Regions from separate parts of the Hordeum vulgare genome. Here region 1 is linked to region 2. The links are chromatin contacts, called in public Hi-C maps. All regions are on one chromosome and are shown on one strand. The core of a region is the stretch at or near the end of the contact, and the rest is flanking DNA. Distances in the headings are between cores, read along the strand shown.

Evidence for each region. Hi-C and Micro-C count contacts between places; a contact is called where the count stands out from the background.
Region 1: a Hi-C map of leaf shows a contact between it and region 2, with 4 times the contacts expected there. The contact joins the enhancer-like site here to the promoter of LOC123428710 in region 2. A contact is called at or near these places in 2 of 6 Hi-C or Micro-C datasets (leaf and seedling) and 1 of 1 datasets of contacts at active chromatin or transcription factors (embryo).

What each region holds. Positions count from the first base shown.
Region 1 is chr1H:201,459,480-201,464,404 of MorexV3_pseudomolecules_assembly, reverse strand. No RefSeq gene overlaps it. Among protein-coding and RNA genes, the nearest start is that of LOC123428721, 42 kb to the left of the region's middle. Within about 2 kb of position 2,469, at least 3 of the 3 cell types and tissues checked have open chromatin away from gene starts, as enhancers often do. A contact at or near this core is called in leaf and seedling, where this site is marked.
Region 2 is chr1H:201,276,891-201,281,926 of MorexV3_pseudomolecules_assembly, reverse strand. LOC123428710 reads left to right here and starts at 3,573. Exons shown (of 11, transcript XM_045112889.1): 1 at 3,573-3,757; 2 at 3,851-3,988; 3 at 4,113-4,211; 4 at 4,294-4,399; 5 at 4,986-5,036. The coding sequence starts at 3,755.

The sequences.
Region 1 (4,925 bases), core at 1,220-3,719, 180 kb before region 2:
TTGGGAAAAATACCGACGTAGTTCAAGCGACATCAGTTCTTCATGGTGGTTCTTCAAGGATTTAATACATTCACAAGGTGTTCTTCAAGATTATTGTTGGAGAACCTCAAGTGTTCTTTCTCTTGCATTTCGAAGTGCAATTCTTCCTCCTTTATTCCTTGAGGTAGTGTTATAGCATTCTTGACTCATGCGGAGTCTCGAAGAGAATTTGTTTCAAGAATGAGATATTTAAACCCACCAATTTCTTCAATCATGAGATATTTTCAACCCACAAGTTATTCATTGAAGCTATCTTGGATTGGATTTCACTTAAAGCTTTTGCTAACGAATGTTCTTATCATGGTGCTTGTCATTAATCCAAGTTCTCAATGTATCCTCTCAGTATAAGATGTTTTGCATATCTTGTGGCTCCCAAGCAATATTTGTTTCTGTTAGTGGCGGGTTTTCACCTCATAATTATGGGATGTTCTCCATAAGCCCACAACAAGTTTTTTCTTTTTGTTGTTGATTATCCAACAACTCCGTTCAATCCTTTTTCCTAAGTATGCTCTTCAATTCAACGGTGGTAGAAGTTGTCATTTTCTTCTTCATCAAATGAGCTAGTTTTTATTCTTTGTTCCGGAAGCTTTGTGATGTTGCTCTCTTTTATCCATTATCTAAGTTTACCAAGATAATTTCTTTCCTTGCTTGTCAATTTAGTCGGAGTGTTGTGAAATATATTCAATTTCCTTCCATCATGTCAAGTTTTGCCTCTATATCCTACCGAAGTGCTGCGATTTGTTTTTAAATTCTTGCTTGTTCCTCATGTCATTCTTCATCACTTTGTAACCTTCAAGGATCGTTGGTTTCACTCATTTGTCAAAGAAGGAACTCAATTTTACCTCTTCCTCTCTTCTTCCTTTCCCCTTTCATTCTTAGATCTCGGGTCGAGATCTCTTGTTAGTGAATGAGAGTTGTAACAGTCTGGAACCGACGCTCTAGAAGATTCCCATTTTATCTTGTAGTTGCGTGTGCGTTATTGGTTTATTGCATTCATCATGTCATCATGCCATCATGTCAATAATTTTTCTAAATATCAAATAAATAAATTGCATACATCTTTGGATCTATTTAAATTGGGGATTCACATGATGATTCTCTTTATAACATATCCTCCCAATATTTTAAGGATCTATTATAAAATATTCCATTATTTTGGAATCACCCATGAACACACTTACATTTTAAATCCCATGCTTTTCCTACTTCAAGATTGACCTCCAAACCTTGTTAATATTTCTTTCTCCATTTGTCGACACTCCTCGTAAATCCTCAACATTTTGGACACTTCTTAAACCTAGACCCAATTCAACCCATTTGAATTATATTTCATATGAGTTTGAATTCAAAATTCATGCACATGCTCTTTTCTAATTTTCTTGGATCGAGGTTATTTTCATGAGTCCGGGAAAATACTCCCTCCAAACTCTCTTCCTATAGACCTCTCTTCTTTCTCTAAGTATCTTTTTTCAGCTTATAGAAAAGAGAAAGGCCAAGTGGGCTTCTCGCCGATTCTAGCTCATCCCCGCGACCTATCTAATCCCTCCTCCTAACCCTAGCCGCTAGGGAGCCTGAACCCTCTCTTCTCTCAATCTCTCCCTCACTGTTTCGATCCCACGCCGCCACCCACACGCATCGCTCTCACCAGCGCTCCTCACTCGATCCCCTTGGCTCCATCCATGGCCCTACCTCCGGCGACCCGACCGTCGCTCGCCCTCGCCGTCTCGCTGCCCGACAAGCTTGATCGCCGCCGTGCCCGCCTATTCTTGTGGGCCCCTTCTTCATGCCCCCTCGCCGAGTCCTCTCCACCTCCTTCATCCACTTGAGCACACCATGCCCGAACCGCGTCCTCGACCTCATGTGCCTAGCCACAGCTCCGCCCGCCTCATGCGTGCTCGCCCGCTTCTCCTCAAGCTTTGCCATGAGTCAGCTGATGTCGACCTGCATCATGATGCAGCCATGGGTGGCCCATCTCGTGCTGCCCGAGCCGCCCCTTGCATCCTCCTGCTCCTTGGCCGCGCCATAGCTGGCGCCGCTTAAGCTTCCGACCTCTCCTATCCTCTGCACCAAAGGACCCGACCAGCCCCTCTGTGTGCCTCGCCTCCAATGCTTACAGCTCCACTGCGTGCCGCCCGTCCCGACCTGCTTTCGTGCAAGCCGCCTCAGCCATGACCGGCTCGAGATTCTGCCTCTACTGTGAGCATTGGCTCGAGATCCTTGCCATGGTAGCGCCCCTCCTCTACTCGTTGCATGCTCACCTTGCGCTGCCCCATGCCTTGCCGGCAAAAACTGCAGCCGTCGCTGCTTCCTGCTGTTGCCTATTCTGTTCGCTCCTGCACAACCATCATGGTTCAGATCACCTCTAGCTGCGTGCACCCAGATGTGTGCCGGGTTGAGATCCTCTGCTGTACTGTATGATGCTGTAGTGTGGATGACACATGGGTCAGGTACCACGTGACAGTGAGCTTACTGTATCATATAATACTGTAGAGGATCCTTGTGCTTTGTTGTCTTCGGTTACGGTTGGTTCAATTTTGCCCATCTTGCCAGTTTGTGCAAAGACACCCAAGATTGTCTCAGATTTCACCAAGTCTACAAGCGTCGCATACGAATATATGGTGATGCGTTAAAGTACCTCTACCACCATATCCTGAATAGCCAATAACGACAAGTAGCACGATGTCCGTTGCCGTCTACCACTACGTTCGCCCCAAAAACCTCGGATTCATCAAGTTCAACTTCGACACGTGTGCCACTACTTCTACAACGACTTGTGAACCTCTATACTGCAATGAACCCTTCCGCCTCGCCCACACGCTTCGAAGGTATAATGTTGAGATGACCGCCCTTGAGCGAGTGTTGTGATGTCGGTAGCCGTCCATGAATGTTAGTTGCACTCTTTTGTTTTTTCGTGCCGCCGACACATGGGACATCTGGGATCCGAGATCACCCCATCATTTCTTGCATGCCCGCACCTCCTATACTTATTCTTTTGCATCCGCATCTCAATGCAGAAACGTTATCGTGGCACCGTTTTCATTGTTGCCTTCGTAGCACCCATTTCTTTACATCATGGCGAGATATGCTCCATATCATTTCCTATATGTTCATCAAATTGCATCGATTTGATCATGTCACCCTCATGCATGGTAATAACAATTAAAGTGATGTTTGCATTAAAATTGCCTAACGCCATGCTAAAATGGTTTGTCTCATAACTAATTAATCATAGCTCCGTTTAAAATGGTCCACATATGTAATTTATCTAAAACAATATGTAGAATAACCTGGTGCACTTTAATTTTCATGTTTAATAAATATAAAATATGATTATTCAGATCTGGTCCAATTTCAAAAATTGCATAGGAAGTCGTTTGTGAATTCTATATGTTCTCTCTGACCTCATTTACAATGCCTAGGTAGTGTAGTTTAATTTTGCTTCACCTCTTGCCATGATAAATAAAATTTAAACTGTTTCATACCTAAACATGAGTGAAGTAAATAATTCAAAATGGAGTTTGTTCAATATGCAACTCGTTGCATCTTGAGCTTCACTTCAATTTGTAGTAGTTGTTTGATGTGTTTCCCATGTCGTGCATAATTAATTGGACTTGCATCATACTTGCTTGTGCATCATGTCATGCATATGTTCTGGACTTTATCGTGTGTTGATTATTGTTTCTGGATTGTTTCTTCTCAATAGAGTTCCAACCGCTACAGAGTGTGAGGATCTGTTCGACTACGTCAGTTGGTCTACTTCATGGATTCGTTCTTCTTCCAAGCGGGATCCCAAGGAAGATGATCATTTCCCTAGCTATCATTACTATCATTGCCATGCTAGTTATCTAGTTTTTGCCACTATGCCTCGCTGCCTACCACCTGTTAATGTCAACCTCCCAACATTGTCATGAAAGCCTCTAACCCCTCCATATCCCAGCAAACCACTGTTTGGCTATGTTACCGCTTTCTCATCCTTGTTATAGCATTGCTAGTTGCAAGTGCAGTTGCTTCCATGTGAAAACATGAGTTTCTTGTTATATAACCATATTATTGTTATTTAATTTAATGCACCTATTGTCGGGGTACGCAAACATGGGTGTTTAATCGGCGACCTAAGGTTGTTGGGGGATGCTACCACTCCATCAAGACCTAGCCAGGGTCAGAGAAGCCACTCTATGAGAGCTCAAGGAGCGCATCAAGAAGACCAAGACTTCAGCAGACGCGGCCCCTGATGGTCGATGGCGCCAGCAAGACCTACACAAGCAGGCCAAGACATGCCAAGAACCCCCGGCACCTACCAGGCACATGCATCCTCGACAAGACTCGGCAAGACGCCTCACCAAATCGCTACACCTCATCGCTACACCACTCACTTATTGATGAGGTGTCAAGCTCCTAGAAGGCTAGGTGGCTCTCACTAAATACATGGCGGTGTGCCAGAAGAAGATTGCGAGCAGTTGACACCCGTCCAAAGGTGTGTCAAGACACCAAGCCACGGCCAGCTAATAGGTGGGAGGAGCTTGCCGGGAACGCACCCCCGCTCGCCACCTAAGGCTGCATTTATGGCCCTTTGTCTTAAGTGCCAGAGTTAGGTATGATAGCACTGTTAGCTATGTGATCATGATTGTTTGCCACTGTGGCCGCCCCTTGAGCTATAAAAGGAGGCTCGAGGTAACCTAGCAAAGGATTCCGACACTTGGAGTTTCGACACTTTGTAGAGTCAGACCCCCAAGGGAGTAGAAGAAAATGTATTTGTACGTATGTGATAGCTCTCCGTGTCAACCCTTGCCGGGGCAGAGCTCTGTGCGAGCTTCATCTTCCTCAATCAATCCACCAAAGCAGGAGTAGGGTTTTATGCTTCACAGCAGCCCGAACCTAGGTAAAAT
Region 2 (5,036 bases), core at 2,324-4,823:
CGGCAGGTTCCCGTCCTCATTGGCGACGAGCCGTTCTCCATCGACTGCGTCGGCATCGACCTAGGCTGCTACGACTTCATCCTCGGCATCGACTTCCTGTCCACTCTCGGCCCCATCCTTTGGGACCTCGATGTGCTGTCCCTCATCTTCTGGCGCGAGGGCGGCCGTCGCGTTCAGTGGACAGGCATCGGCGACTCCGGCGCCGTGACTCCACAGCTCCAGTTGATGGCGGCCGCACTGGACGAGGCGCATCCCCTCCTGGCCAACCTCCTGCAGCAGCACAGCGACATCTTCGACGAGCCACAGGGCCTCCCTCCCGCGCGACCCTGTGACCACCGCATCCACCTGCTGCCGGACACGGCACCTGTAGCCGTGCATCCGTACCGGTACCCTCAGTTGCAGAAAGATGAGCTCGAGCGTCAGGTGGCGCTCATGCTCGCGTAGGGCATCATCCAGATTCCGACATCGCCGTTCTCCGCCCCGGTGCTCCTTGTGTGCAAGCCCGACGGCACATGGCGCTTCTGCATAGACTAGCGCGCCCTCAACGCCCTGACGTCCAAGGACAAGTTCCCCATCCCCGTCGTGGATGAGCTCTTGGACGAGCTACACGGAGCGTGCTTCTTCACCAAGCTCGACCTTCGCTCGGGCTACCATCAGGTGCGCATGCACCCTGACGACATCGAGAAGACGGCGTTCCGCACTCACCATGGCCCCTTCGAGTTCCTGGTGATGCCGTTCGGCCTCTCCAACGCGTCGGCGACCTTCCAGGCCCTGATGAACGACGTGCTCAGCCCATACTTGCGCCGCTTTGTGCTTGTTTTCTTTGATGACATTCTCATCTAAAGTGCATCTTGGGCGGAGCACCTACAACACGTGGCCATCATCTTCAACGAGCTTCGAGCGCATCGTCTTCACCTCAAGCGCTCGAAGTGCTCGTTCGGCACGACCTCCGTCGCGTACCTGGGGCGCGTCATCTCGGCGGACGGGGTAGCGATGGACGTGGACAAGGTCGCCGCCGTCGCCACGTGGCCGATCCCGCGGTCACCGCTGACGGTCCGCGGCTTCTTGGGCCTCGCCGGCTACTACCGGAAGTACATCCGGGACTTCGGCCTCATCGTCGCGCCATTGACGCGTCTCCTTCGACGCGACGCCTTCTCCTGGGACGAGGAGGCGACTACGGCATTCGAGGCTCTCCAGCGGGCGCTCACCATGGGACCCCGTCCTCCTGATGCCGGACTTTGATATGTCGTTCATGGTGGACTGCGACGCCTCTGGCATCGGCTTCGGCGTCGTCCTCCACCAGGGCGAGGGACCGCTTGCCTTCTTCAGCCGCCCCTTCGCCGCTCGCCATCACAAGCTCGCGACCTACGAGCGCGAGCTTATTGGGCTGGTTCAGGCAGTGCGCCACTGGCGGCCTTATCTTTGGGGCCGGTCATTCCGTATGCGCACGGACCACTACAGCCTCAAGTTCTTGCTGGACCAGCACCTCTCCACAGTTCCGCAACACCAGTGGATCAGCAAGCTCTTTGGCTTTGACTTCACCGTTGAGTACCGCCCCGGCCGTCTCAACACGGTCGCCGACGCCTTGTCCCGCCGCGACACTGAGGATGTCGCGGACGACGTCGCCATGGCTGACACTATCATGTGCATTCGCTCCGGGCCATCTTTCGCCTTCATCGACGACATTCGTCGGGCAACTTCGACGGCCGTGGACGCCCAGGGCCTGCGCCAGCGCCTTGACGCCAGCGAGCTGGACGCGCCCTGGCGCTTGGACGAGGGGCTGCTCCTACATGGCCGCCGCATCTTCGTGCCCGACCATGGCGACCTGTGCCACCAGGTCCTGACCTTGGCGCACTCTGCAGGGCACGAGGGCGTGCAGAAGACTCTCCATCGTCTCCGTGCTGATTTTTACATCCCCGATGATGGCGCGATGGTCCGCGACTGGGTGCAGTCGTGCATGACATGCCAGCGGAACAAGACGGAGACACTACGACCCGCGGGTCTACTGCAGCCGCTGGACGTACCCTCCCAGGTGTGGGCGGATATTTCCATGGACTTCATCGAGGGCCTTCCCAAGGTGGGCGGCAAGTCCGTCATCCTCACGGTGGTTGACCGCTTCTCCAAGTACGCGCACTTCATCGCCCTGGGTCATCCATATACAGCCGCCTCCGTGGCGCGGGCCTTCTTCGACGGCATCGTCCGCCTCCACGGTTTTCCGTCGTCCATCGCCAGCGATCGTGATCCCGTGTTCACGGGACATGTCTGGCGGGATCTCTTTCGACTGGCGGGCGTGAAGCTCCGCATGAGCACGGCGTTCCACCCTCAGACAGACGTCCAATCCGAGGTGGTCAACAAGGTGATCGCCATGTACCTGCGCTGTGTTACTGGTGATCGTCCACGAGCTTGGGTGGACTGGTTGGCGTGGGCGGAGTACTGCTACAACACCTCCTATCACTCCGCCCTACGCACCACTCCTTTCGAGGTGGTCTACGGGTGCCCACCTCCGGCGATGCTCCCTTACGAGCCTGGGACGGCTCCGTCCGAGACGGCGGGCGACTTACTCCGCACCCACGACGACATTCTGGCTGAGGCACGCCAGCGTCTTCTCCAAGCACAACAGCTGGCTCGGAAGTACTATGATGCTCATCATCGCGAGTCGGAGTTCGCGGTGGGTGATTGGGTGTGGCTGCGCCTCCTTCACAGGACCACGCAGTCTCTGGACCCGCGCTCCAAGCGCAAATTGGGACCTCGCTACGCCGGTCCCTTTCGTGTGCTGGAGCATGTCGGCACACTCGCATACCGCTTGGAGCTGCCAGTTGGTTCTCGCCTCCACGACGTCTTCCATGTCGGCTTACTGAAGGCCTACCGCGGGGACCCTCCTGCAGCGACGCCGACCCTTCCTCCTACTTCGGATGGCCGCCTCCTTCCAGCTTCCGCACATGTGGCGAAGGTGCTGCAGACGCAGCAGCGTCGCAGCGTCTGGCATGTCTTGGTACAGTGGACCGGCCTGTCAGAGGAGGAAGCGGCTTGGGAGAAGCTCGACGATTTCCGCCAGCAGTTTCCAGATGTTCAGCTCGAGGACGAGCTGTTTGAGAAGGCGGGGAGAGATGTTATGATCGGTACAACGTACCAACGGAGAAGGCCCAATGGGCAGGGTTAATTACGGGCTTAGCCCAAGTTATCTTACCTATCTTAGAGTCCAAATTATATTAGAGTCCAAGTTATATTAGAGTCCAAGTTATCTAGGTTTAGTGGAGGCTGTCCTCCTATATAAACACATGTACCCTTCGATATTAAGCAGACAATAAACAGTATATTCTGTTGTCGTCTCCCTCAGAAGACGAGAGCCCCAAACCCTAGCCGCCTCTCCCTCTCACGCCGCGACGGCGCCCAACCATCGACGCCGACATCCCCAACCTCACAGCCCGCACTTTCACCCGTACAACCTACGTGCGAGACCTGGTAGAACCCTAACCTCTAGTGGCTCCTCGTAGTGCCGGACTGCCCGTGCTCCAAAGCGACTTTTCGTACTTGATAGCCTTTTCGAGCTATTTAAAAGGCAAGGCGAGACCCCAACGCTGAGGCCAGCGAACACATCTTGGGCAGCCTTCCTCTCCGACTCGTCGCAACCGCAAATCGCAAGGACAGCAGGAGCTAACACGACGAGGCCACGCGACCACCACCCACCGGTCTAGCGCCTCCTCATCGTCGCCGTTCCATCCCACCCGTTGCCTTGGCTCCGCCTGAAATCGCCATGGTGAGAAATTAAATTAACCTTTGCTGGTGGGCATGTCCATTTCCTAGTGTGTGTCGGTGACTTGAGTTGCTGAGATCGGTGTGGTTGGTGTAGACGAAGAAGCAGCGCAGGGAGGCTGGCGCCCGGCAGCGGCTGCGGCCGCCGCCGCTGCTGCAGGCGCGCGACGAGCGCTCCGTCTCATGCACCACCTTCAACATTCTCGCGCCGATCTACAAGCGCATGGATTCTGAGGTGAGCTGGATCTTACCCTTTTCCCTCCCCTTGCAATCCACTTGTTTCATCGTGTGTTGGGAGGAGTTGCCGCCGGTATTTTGTTGGATCGGTGAAGTAACTTGTCCGTGGGCTTTGGGCGCAGAATGGCAGGGAGAGCCAGAACAGGGCCAACTGGTTTAGCAGGAATGAGAAAATCATCGACCGCCTCCTCGGGGATCGCTCCTCCATCATCTGCCTCCAGGTGAGGGGAATTGAGGGATTATTCACTTCCATGGGTGTTTGCGCAAGGATGTGATTGATAGGCTGTCTTGGTTTTGTGTCAGGAGGTGTGGTTGGGGAATGATGAGCTAGTAAACATGTACGAGAAGCGACTCGGTGATGCGAATTATAAGCTGTTCAAGCTCGCCCGCACAAATAACCGAGGAGATGGTGAGCTGTCTCCCCCTCTTCCATTTCAGGTAGTATTATGACAAAGTATCTTGTGGTATGGATTAAGTAAGGTGACGTGTGTTTTCCTTTTAGCCACCCCCGTCCATTTTGCCTGCTCCATCCAATTGGTAGTTTGTTCTGAGATTGCTATAAATATCTGAAAACTTGAATATTTAATGGCACAGAAAATGCAGAACATGGACTAAAAAGGTAAAAGATGTGTGTGATTATTGGGACTCCAACATTGTTATTCAGCCTGCTCTTTTCAGTTCACGTGATCGTAATTCAAATTGTTTCCATGTTGATGTTGTAATTTCTTGTGTTAAATTCCTCTGATGATTATCCTTACATTGTGATTTGTTTATCTGTTTACTATTTGAAAGAATATGTAATATTACTTGTAAGCTGTTATGTTCAATGCCTTCGATACTGATATATGCAATATCTGTCAGTAGCCATGATTGGTTGTTTTGTTCTGGAATTATTTTGGAGAAGGCACATTCAACTTTTTAATTATAACCTTGTTACAGAATGCTACTGGGACTAGTCTGCAAATTTTCACTCAAATTGTATCTTCCCCACCCAGGTCTTCTGACTGCTGTACATATGAATTACTTCTGTGTCTTGAACCACCGGG